Regions from separate parts of the Capsicum annuum genome. Here region 2 is linked to region 1. A link is a contact called in public Hi-C data. All regions are on one chromosome and are shown on one strand. Each heading gives the region's core, a stretch centred on a gene start, on an enhancer-like site or on the middle of the called end of the contact. The rest is flanking DNA. Distances are from core to core; before and after follow the strand shown.

Region 1 (4,115 bases), core at 493-2,992:
TTGTCATACACTACTACATGCAGAGTTCATATCCTAGACAGTGCAAAAATTTCAAACAAATTAGAGCAGAAATAGAACACGACATTGCACAACAAAAGTGAAAGAAAAGTATCCAATTGACCCTCTTATTACTGTTTAGATGAATGCACTGGAACTTACGATGCCATAGCTTGTTTTACCCATGAAAAGAGCTTCAATTTTGCTTTGTCTCCCCCACAGTATCATCAGAATCAGAATCACTGGCATTATAGCCTAAAAAGGAAGAAAAGATGAACACCGCACAATAACAGCGAAGAATATAATCAGTAAACAAAAAGTTTACATACCTGGGCGTTTATCACTCATTTTCCATGCCGATGACCGACTCTTTGAAGCTCGGCTAATCCAAGCTCTTCCCTGTACCCAAAATGATCAATCAGTAGAAGCATTTCCCACATCCTCAGACACAAGCAAATTGAGACAGAAAACCGAGAAACTGTCGATTTCCAGACAAACCTAAAAATCTACTTCTGGGCAGAGGAAGGAGTGGAGATATATATATATATATATATAAAAAAAAAAATTGAGCAGGCACACTGTGGCTATTCACTTCTTGGATTACAGAGAAGAAAAGTAAGCATGTACATGATGGTACATCCTCTTAATTGTATGTATCTTGATTAAAAATAAACCAAGCACTTAAATTATGCAGGCACACCCTGATTTTTCTTCTCCTTGTATTCAATTATTAAGGACTTCAGGTTTAATTGGATTGCTATCTTCACACGATGGACACATTCTCTTAATTATGGGCTTCCTTCTAATAGTATATTATAAGGGGCACACGAGTTTGAATCTCAAATTTGAATATCTTTCATGTGCATGACAAAGATAAAGGTTAGTTTTTTTTTTGGGGATAAACATTAGTTGTGGGCCGTTGATCCCATTTTGATCCTTGTTATCAAAACTAATGTAAGACCAAAATATTCAGAGGATTCTTCTGACAAAATAAAAAATATGTAATTGTCAGCAAAGTTGTTTCTTACTTAGAATAGGTCCTCGATTCAGCATTAGATAAAAGGGGTAAAAGTTCAACTTTACACTGTATAAGCGCAAAAGTGTGTCGAAAGTACAAGTGTAAGAACAGCTCAAAGTTGAGACTCTAAACTCTTTCAACAATACGGTTTATGAGGGTTTTCTTTGATCATATCTTGTCGATGGAAAACAAGAATTTCTATGAGCAACTTTAAGTAAATTAACTCAAGGAATAAATGAAACAAGAGAAAAAAAAAAATAAGGACCTTCTGTGCATCTCTGGATATACCATAGCCACTAAAATACATCTGACCAACAAGGACCTGCATGCTGGAATCACCAGCTTTAGCCTCCTTGAGAGTATCTTGGAACCACCGCTTGACACAGTCAGCCACCACATCGGCAAGGGGTAGCCGCCGCTGGTTCGACGAGGAAGTATTGGAATTGGAGTTAGAGCTTGCTTCTTCCATGTTCTGCTTCAGCTTCAGCCGCCGCTCTGATGATTGGCCGTCGACAACCGCCCTAAACTTTGCGGTCACGGGAGATGGAACTGACCTAATTCTGGATGCGGGTTTGACTTGAGTCGGGCCCTGGATTCTGTTTGAGCTAATTATTCTCGCAAAATCTTGAATTCTATGTGGGGAAGGAAGCGATTTCCCCATAAAACGTCCCAGAAAAAAACCCACTAGCCCAGCACTTTTTGAATTTTCAGCAATGGTAGTGCGCCTAATCTCTATTATATTAAAATGTGTTAAATTACGTTTTAACTCTTTATTAAAAATCTCCTCAAATTTATCTTTTTACCTTTTCCAGATTATTTAATAAAATAATCAGCAATTATAGAGATTATAATTACTATAATTATTTTTTGTGGAGAAACTAAAAACTGCCATGTGTATATATTTAATTAGGTTTAGGGTTATTTGAGTTTTTGTTTGTTTAGGTTACTCTTTCAATCGTATCCTATTTTCTAATACAATTATAATTACTATAATTATTTTTTATTGAGAAACTAAAAACTGACGTGTATATATATTTAATTAGGTTTAGGGTTATTTGAGTTTTTGTTTGTTTAGGATACTCTTTCATATTGTATTCAACCTTTATTTAAAGTCTAAGAATTATGTTATTCTCGAAGAATAAAAAGATTGCATCAGTATTCACATATCAAGAGGTCAAATCAATTTTCTTTTCAATTTCCTTCTTCTTGCAGATCTTTAGATTGTAATTACCACATATTCTTTCTACATTTGTTATATTATGAGAGGGTAAATTTAATTTGTGCCATTTTTAGAAATTTTTCGTTTAATATATAGGTGCCAATATGAGATGTTAATCTTTACAGTTCCTTTATATTAATATTGACATTTTATGTTTTTTTTCTTATTGGTTAATTTTTACTATGTATTATAGGTACAATGTTGTTTGGTAGGTACTGAATTCTTATTAATTCTTTGGCCATTATTAGGATCGCTCTTTATTGTATGATGATCGTCAATAGTATTAAACTAGAGAAGAAACTGATTTGCTTAGTGGAAAAATATTATTGATGTTCATCTAACTTGATTCGGTTGCATGTCTAGATTAGTGGATGTTTAATGTTCTAACCCTTAACTTCTTCTTTATGTCTTTCTAACCCTCAACTTTTTATTTATGTCTAGATTGGTGGATGCTTAATTTTCTAATCCTCAACTTCTTTTTTATTACTAGATTGGTAGATGCTTAATTTTCTGACTCTCAACTTCTTCTGACTTTACGGAAGTTTTTGTGTAAAGATTAGATTTAATTAAATTATTTTGATCTATCATTGTATTGTTTTGTTGCAGTTTACAAGTGGTAGATGAATGTCGATCGGCTTTGAGAATTTATTTTGATAAATGTTAGGTTTAATTAAATAAATTCTCCAAAAGATATTGAATTTAATTATTATATTCATCTTTATTATATAAACAAAGATGATTTGATAACTGTTACGCGAGTAATTATAATTGATATGTCTCTAAGTGGGGAATAAAAGACGGTATATTTTATATTCAATAGATCAAATTTGAGCCCCTTTTTTAGCCCCTTTTTTTGCTTTAAATGTTGTTTTTAAATAATCTAATATTAGGCCAATAATGAAATAATATGATTATATGCTGAAACTGTGTAATTATTCTAATTTTGATTGAGCAAAACATGAACGAAGACCTTATTTTAGTGGTTCGGTAAGAATATTATGTTTAAATTATTTATAAGGATATGATTTTCTTTTTTTTTTTTTTGAGTATTTTATTATTTTAGTGACATGAGACATTTTCTATGTGTTTTGTGAAATGAAGTACAATTTTGCTTTCTAAAGTTGTGTAAGAGTGGAGTAATCTGAATGCTTTGTTAATATTATGTCAATTTACTTCTTTATTAAGAGTTTAATATTTGGTATATATGTGTATTGTTGATTGAATGACAAAAACACGTGGCATGTATAAGTTATGGAATATCTAATACTTATTAATTATCATAATTAGATAAATATTGGAACAGAAGACTAATCGGGATGAACTTTCTAAAAGCACTTGTTTTGTTTCAAAAGTTCACCTCAATTTTTAAAAACAAACATATCTTTTTGGAAAAAAAAGATACTTTTGAGAAAAAAACAAATTTGACCAAATAAGCGATGAGACTCCTTCAATTAGATTTGGCATCAAGATTTGTAAATTAGTGATCATATGCAAGTACAATTTATCATCTTAAATTTTAACATTAGGTGATCATATGCATGTACAATTTATTATTTTTAACATAATGATACAATTATTGTCAAGGAATATTCATATAACGGACGTTCATATAAAATATCATTCAAACATTAGACGACTTTTATTCATTGCAAAAACTAAATATCTTTTTATCGAAATAAACTTCATATGTTGCAACACATTCGTAGAAAATATTCTTCAAATATTAGAAGGCTTTTATGTCTTGTTAAATTTAAATTATTTTTTGGGATAATGCTCAAAGAACTACATGAACTTTGCCTAAATTCTCAGTTGAGCATACTAAACTTTGCGGGGGTCCTAAACATCATGCTTATATAATACAAAAAAATCATGGAATAATTT
Region 2 (4,115 bases), core at 883-3,382, 680 kb after region 1:
ACGAAGCAAGCAAGCAGCTGAAAGCAGACATATAACAACCGCCAACTGCCTGCTTTCAGCTTACTGCTACTCACGCTTATATATAGTATAAGTAATAAAGTAACAAAATTAGTTATAGATTAGAGGGAGTTTCATACCGAAGCAGACAGCAGGTCAACATGCCTGCTTCAGCTGCTATAATCGTGTTTTTACTGTATGACCTCTAATTAATTATTATAAGTCATTTACGTATTAAAAAATTAATAATATTTTATACAAATAAGTAAAATAAACATTTCTGACATGTCTGCTTCGGCTGCTTCAGTTGTAATTTTACCATATCACCCCTAATTAATTATTATAAGTCATCTAAGTATTAAAAAATTAATAATATTTAATAAAAAATAAAATAGACATAAAATAATAAATTAACTCTTGATATTTTAAATTAACTTGACGTCTTATATGAGTCTCACTCAGGTTATTTTCACAATTAATTTTTTATAATTATTATGCTATATCACTTTTAATACATGTCTGCTTCGCGGCTTCAATCGTGATTTTATTATATCATCCCTAATTACTTATTATGGTTATTTAAGCATTAAAAATTTATATTATTAGTATCCTATATAAGAAGTCACAATAAGCTCAACTATTTCAATCGTGATTTTATTATATTACTCCTAAATAATTATTATAAGTAATTTATGTATTAAAAAATTAATAATATTTAATAAAAATAAAATAGATATTTTTGCCATCACTGTTTCAACTACTTTAATCGTAATTTTACTAAATTACCCATATTTAATTATTATAAGTCATTTAAGTATTAAAAAATTAATAATATTTAATAAAAAAAAGTAAAATAGACGTAAAATGATAAATTATTTTTGATATTTTAAATTAACATGATGAATATGAAGCCATTAAAAAAACTTTACAAGTATATTTTATAATAATTTTACTATGTTACTTCTAATTAGTAGAATAGAAAAAAATATTATAAATCACAATAATTAAGAACTTAAATTATTTAAAAAATATAATTGACTATCAATATCACAAAAGTTTGAACAACTTAAAATATCGTTATGCAAAGTTCATCAATCTAAATATTATATTATATATCTAACTTAGAATTTATCGACCAAACAAATAAAACTTGTAATTAAATGATAGAATTATACATAACGTAAAATTTTTAAGGATCAACATTGAGCCGTGCGTATCATGACGTAAGCCGACTAGTAAAGTAATAAAAAGTAAAATAATAATAATATAGAAAAGGAAAGAAGTAAGAGTAAAAAAGTAAAGTAATAATAATAAATATAAATATATACTTATAATATAAAATAATATAGAAAAAGAAAGAAGAAAGAGTAAAAAAGTAAAGTAATAATAATAAATATAAATATATACTTATAATATATATAATATAAAAAATTTAAAAGTAAGTAGAAAAGAAAATATTAGAAGCCACCAGCACTAAGAATTTTATGGGAAGACTCGAGAAGGTTCACTACTTTTTGGGGTTGCAGAATGCGTACAATGATAGCGCGATTCAGCCCTGTACGTTCCTCTAAAGTCGCTTTTCATTATTATTATGATTATCACTCGTCAATTTGCGTGTATCATCTAGCTTGTTGATAGACTGACTTGTGTAATTAGTGGCGGATAGCTTATTGATAGATTAACTTGTGTAATCAGTGGCGGATAGCTAATTGATAGACTGATTTGTGTAATCAGTGGCATATATATGTAGGATCGGGTTCATCCGAATTCTTCCTCAGAAAATTATACTTCTTTCGTCTCAAATTATGTATTATTATTTTTTTAATTCATTCTAAAATAAGTATTCCTTTTTTTTATTTGACAACTTTAAACATTTTAAAGGTACAATTATCCTTTTTATATTTATTGATTCCATTTAATTAAAAAAAATATTGATATATTTTTTAACAAAGAATAATTTAATAAATTTTATCAAATCTTTTCTTATTTTTAAATTTATGCCCAATTAAATAGCTATACATTATTATTTTTATATGATAAATTTTTTTCTTTTTTTTATCTATATATGTGGTTGGAGTTGAACCCTTCGAATAGTCCATATACATACTACCCCTCAATGAAAATCCTATGTCGGTCTCTGCGTGTAATGATGTTAAATGCAGTATCTATGGAGGAGGAGAACGCCTATAAATTTACAGCCCCGACGTTTTTCTACGTCCAGCTTTTCCAGAGGTAACAAATAGAGATGGGCTATTCCACAGTTACAGAAATGAGCTGTGCAGTTAAGTAGGCAAAAGTGTTATTCTTGAAATTGGAAATCTTGTTATTATTTTATTAGATATTTTTTTCTTCTTTTTTGGTTTCAATTTTGTACAATAGTCTGTTGGGTTCATACTTTGAGATTTATTTTGTAGATGAACAGTCAATAGAACAAGAAGCTCAAAGAAAAGTGAGGTAGCTCTTAAAATTAATTTTTGCTGGGACTGCTACCGTTATTGGGTATCAAATTTTCTCATACATGGGTAAGTAAGATCTCATTTCTATGGTTACGTGAATCGATTTCCTCCTGATTTGTCTTTGGCATATTAATGTCTGTTTTGAATAGGAGACAATCTGATGCAACAGTCTGTCTCACTTCTACAAGTCAAGGATCCCTTATTCAAAAGAATGGGTGCTTCCAGATTAGCTCGTTTTGCTATAGATGGTAAGTTTGGTTCACACTACTTGGAAATTGACAAGTTATGTATACACAATTATTTATTGGGTTCAATTATATGTTGGCAATTTGGTGCACAATATCAGGAATGTGATATTATTAGTAACGGGTCCAGATATGTCTTTGATTTAAGAGCAGTAAGGAGCTATTACTTATTTACTTTTCAGTTTTAAGGCTGATGAAGAGATATAGGAGCAAAGAAAACATGTAGTTGGTATCTGAAAGGCAAAATAATAATTCTGTGACTTATGATGTCAGTGAACCTAGGTTGATCATCCTTTTGTGTTATTAGAAGCTCATTTTAAATCTAACTGATATCGTTAACCTCCTCTGCATCCTCTTTTGTATTAATAATCTACGAGCTGCACAATTTTGTCTAGCCGAGTCTCGTGCATCTGGATGTGCTCCCCATTCTTCGTGATTTATTTACTGGATAACCTTCTTTTGAAATGTAAAGCTAATGGAACTCTCTACTAATTACTTGTACAAAAGAAGTAAATTCATTTCATTGTCCCAATATAAGATGAAACTACTCTAGTACCTTAGATTTTAGTATCCTAATCAACCCTGTATTTGATTGTTGTTCCTTTTCCTAGTGCTATGATGAGGCAACTGTATTTCTTAAATAACATTTTTCTTGATGACTGTGGTGTCTGGGCTAGCTTTCAAGCACCTCGACTAATTCTACAAGATACGTGCTATCTCCCACCAACAACAGGTAGCAGACCCTGTCCATCAATGATACAAACCAGCCAACAAACACAAGAAACAAGATAAAAACAACAACACAAAGGAAGCAAACACAAGCCGATTACAAGACAGCAAGAACAACACCAACGATTTGCAATAAAGAAAAAGATAGATAGTGAGACATAAGCTATTACAAGCTTTAGGAACTAAAGTGTGTATCAAACACCAGAACCCCTAAGACCCACAATAACAACACCACACTCTTACGAAGACCTCAAGGGAACCGGAATCCCCAAGCAACCCTCGTTTCTAAACGGGTAACCAACACAACGATTCCACGTTGCCACAAGTGAATCCACACTTGCACAAGTGATTCCACATTTGTATTACACTCTCAAAGAGGTCTTTCAAAATATCAAAGTTATGGACAAATGACCTAATAGCATCTATTTATAGTCCTAAACTTATTACATAGTAAAGACCAAAAGGCCCTTAATGAAAGCCACAAGAGGGGCGGCCTTGGAGAGTAGACTTGGGTGGCTTTGGAGTGTTTTGAAAGCCTTCTTGACACTTCAAAACTTGTTCTCTTGGTTGGGCAGCCCCCAAGCTCGAGTCTTTACGTATTGGTCTCCAATCATGTCCTCGAAAGCTAGGATGCCCCTTTGACTCGTATCAACCAAGGCTAGGGTAGATGAGAAGAAATCCCTTAGTG

Evidence for each region. A called contact is a pair of places that touch in the nucleus more often than the background predicts.
Region 2: a contact with region 1 is called in a Hi-C map of placenta, with 4 times the contacts expected there. The contact joins the enhancer-like site here to the promoter of LOC107852784 in region 1. A contact is called at or near these places in 2 of 5 Hi-C or Micro-C datasets (leaf and placenta).

The regions. Positions count from the first base shown.
Region 1 is chr6:71,999,654-72,003,768 of UCD10Xv1.1, forward strand. It overlaps LOC107852784, which reads right to left and starts at 1,743. Exons shown (of 4, transcript XM_047414770.1): 1 at 1,281-1,743; 2 at 327-396; 3 at 160-252. The coding sequence starts at 1,676. The coding sequence ends at 194.
Region 2 is chr6:72,675,614-72,679,728 of UCD10Xv1.1, forward strand. It overlaps the pseudogene LOC107852782. Among protein-coding and RNA genes, the nearest start is that of LOC124899889, 52 kb to the right of the region's middle. Within about 2 kb of position 2,133, at least 5 of the 5 cell types and tissues checked have an H3K27ac peak or open chromatin away from gene starts, as enhancers often do. A contact at or near this core is called in leaf, where this site is marked.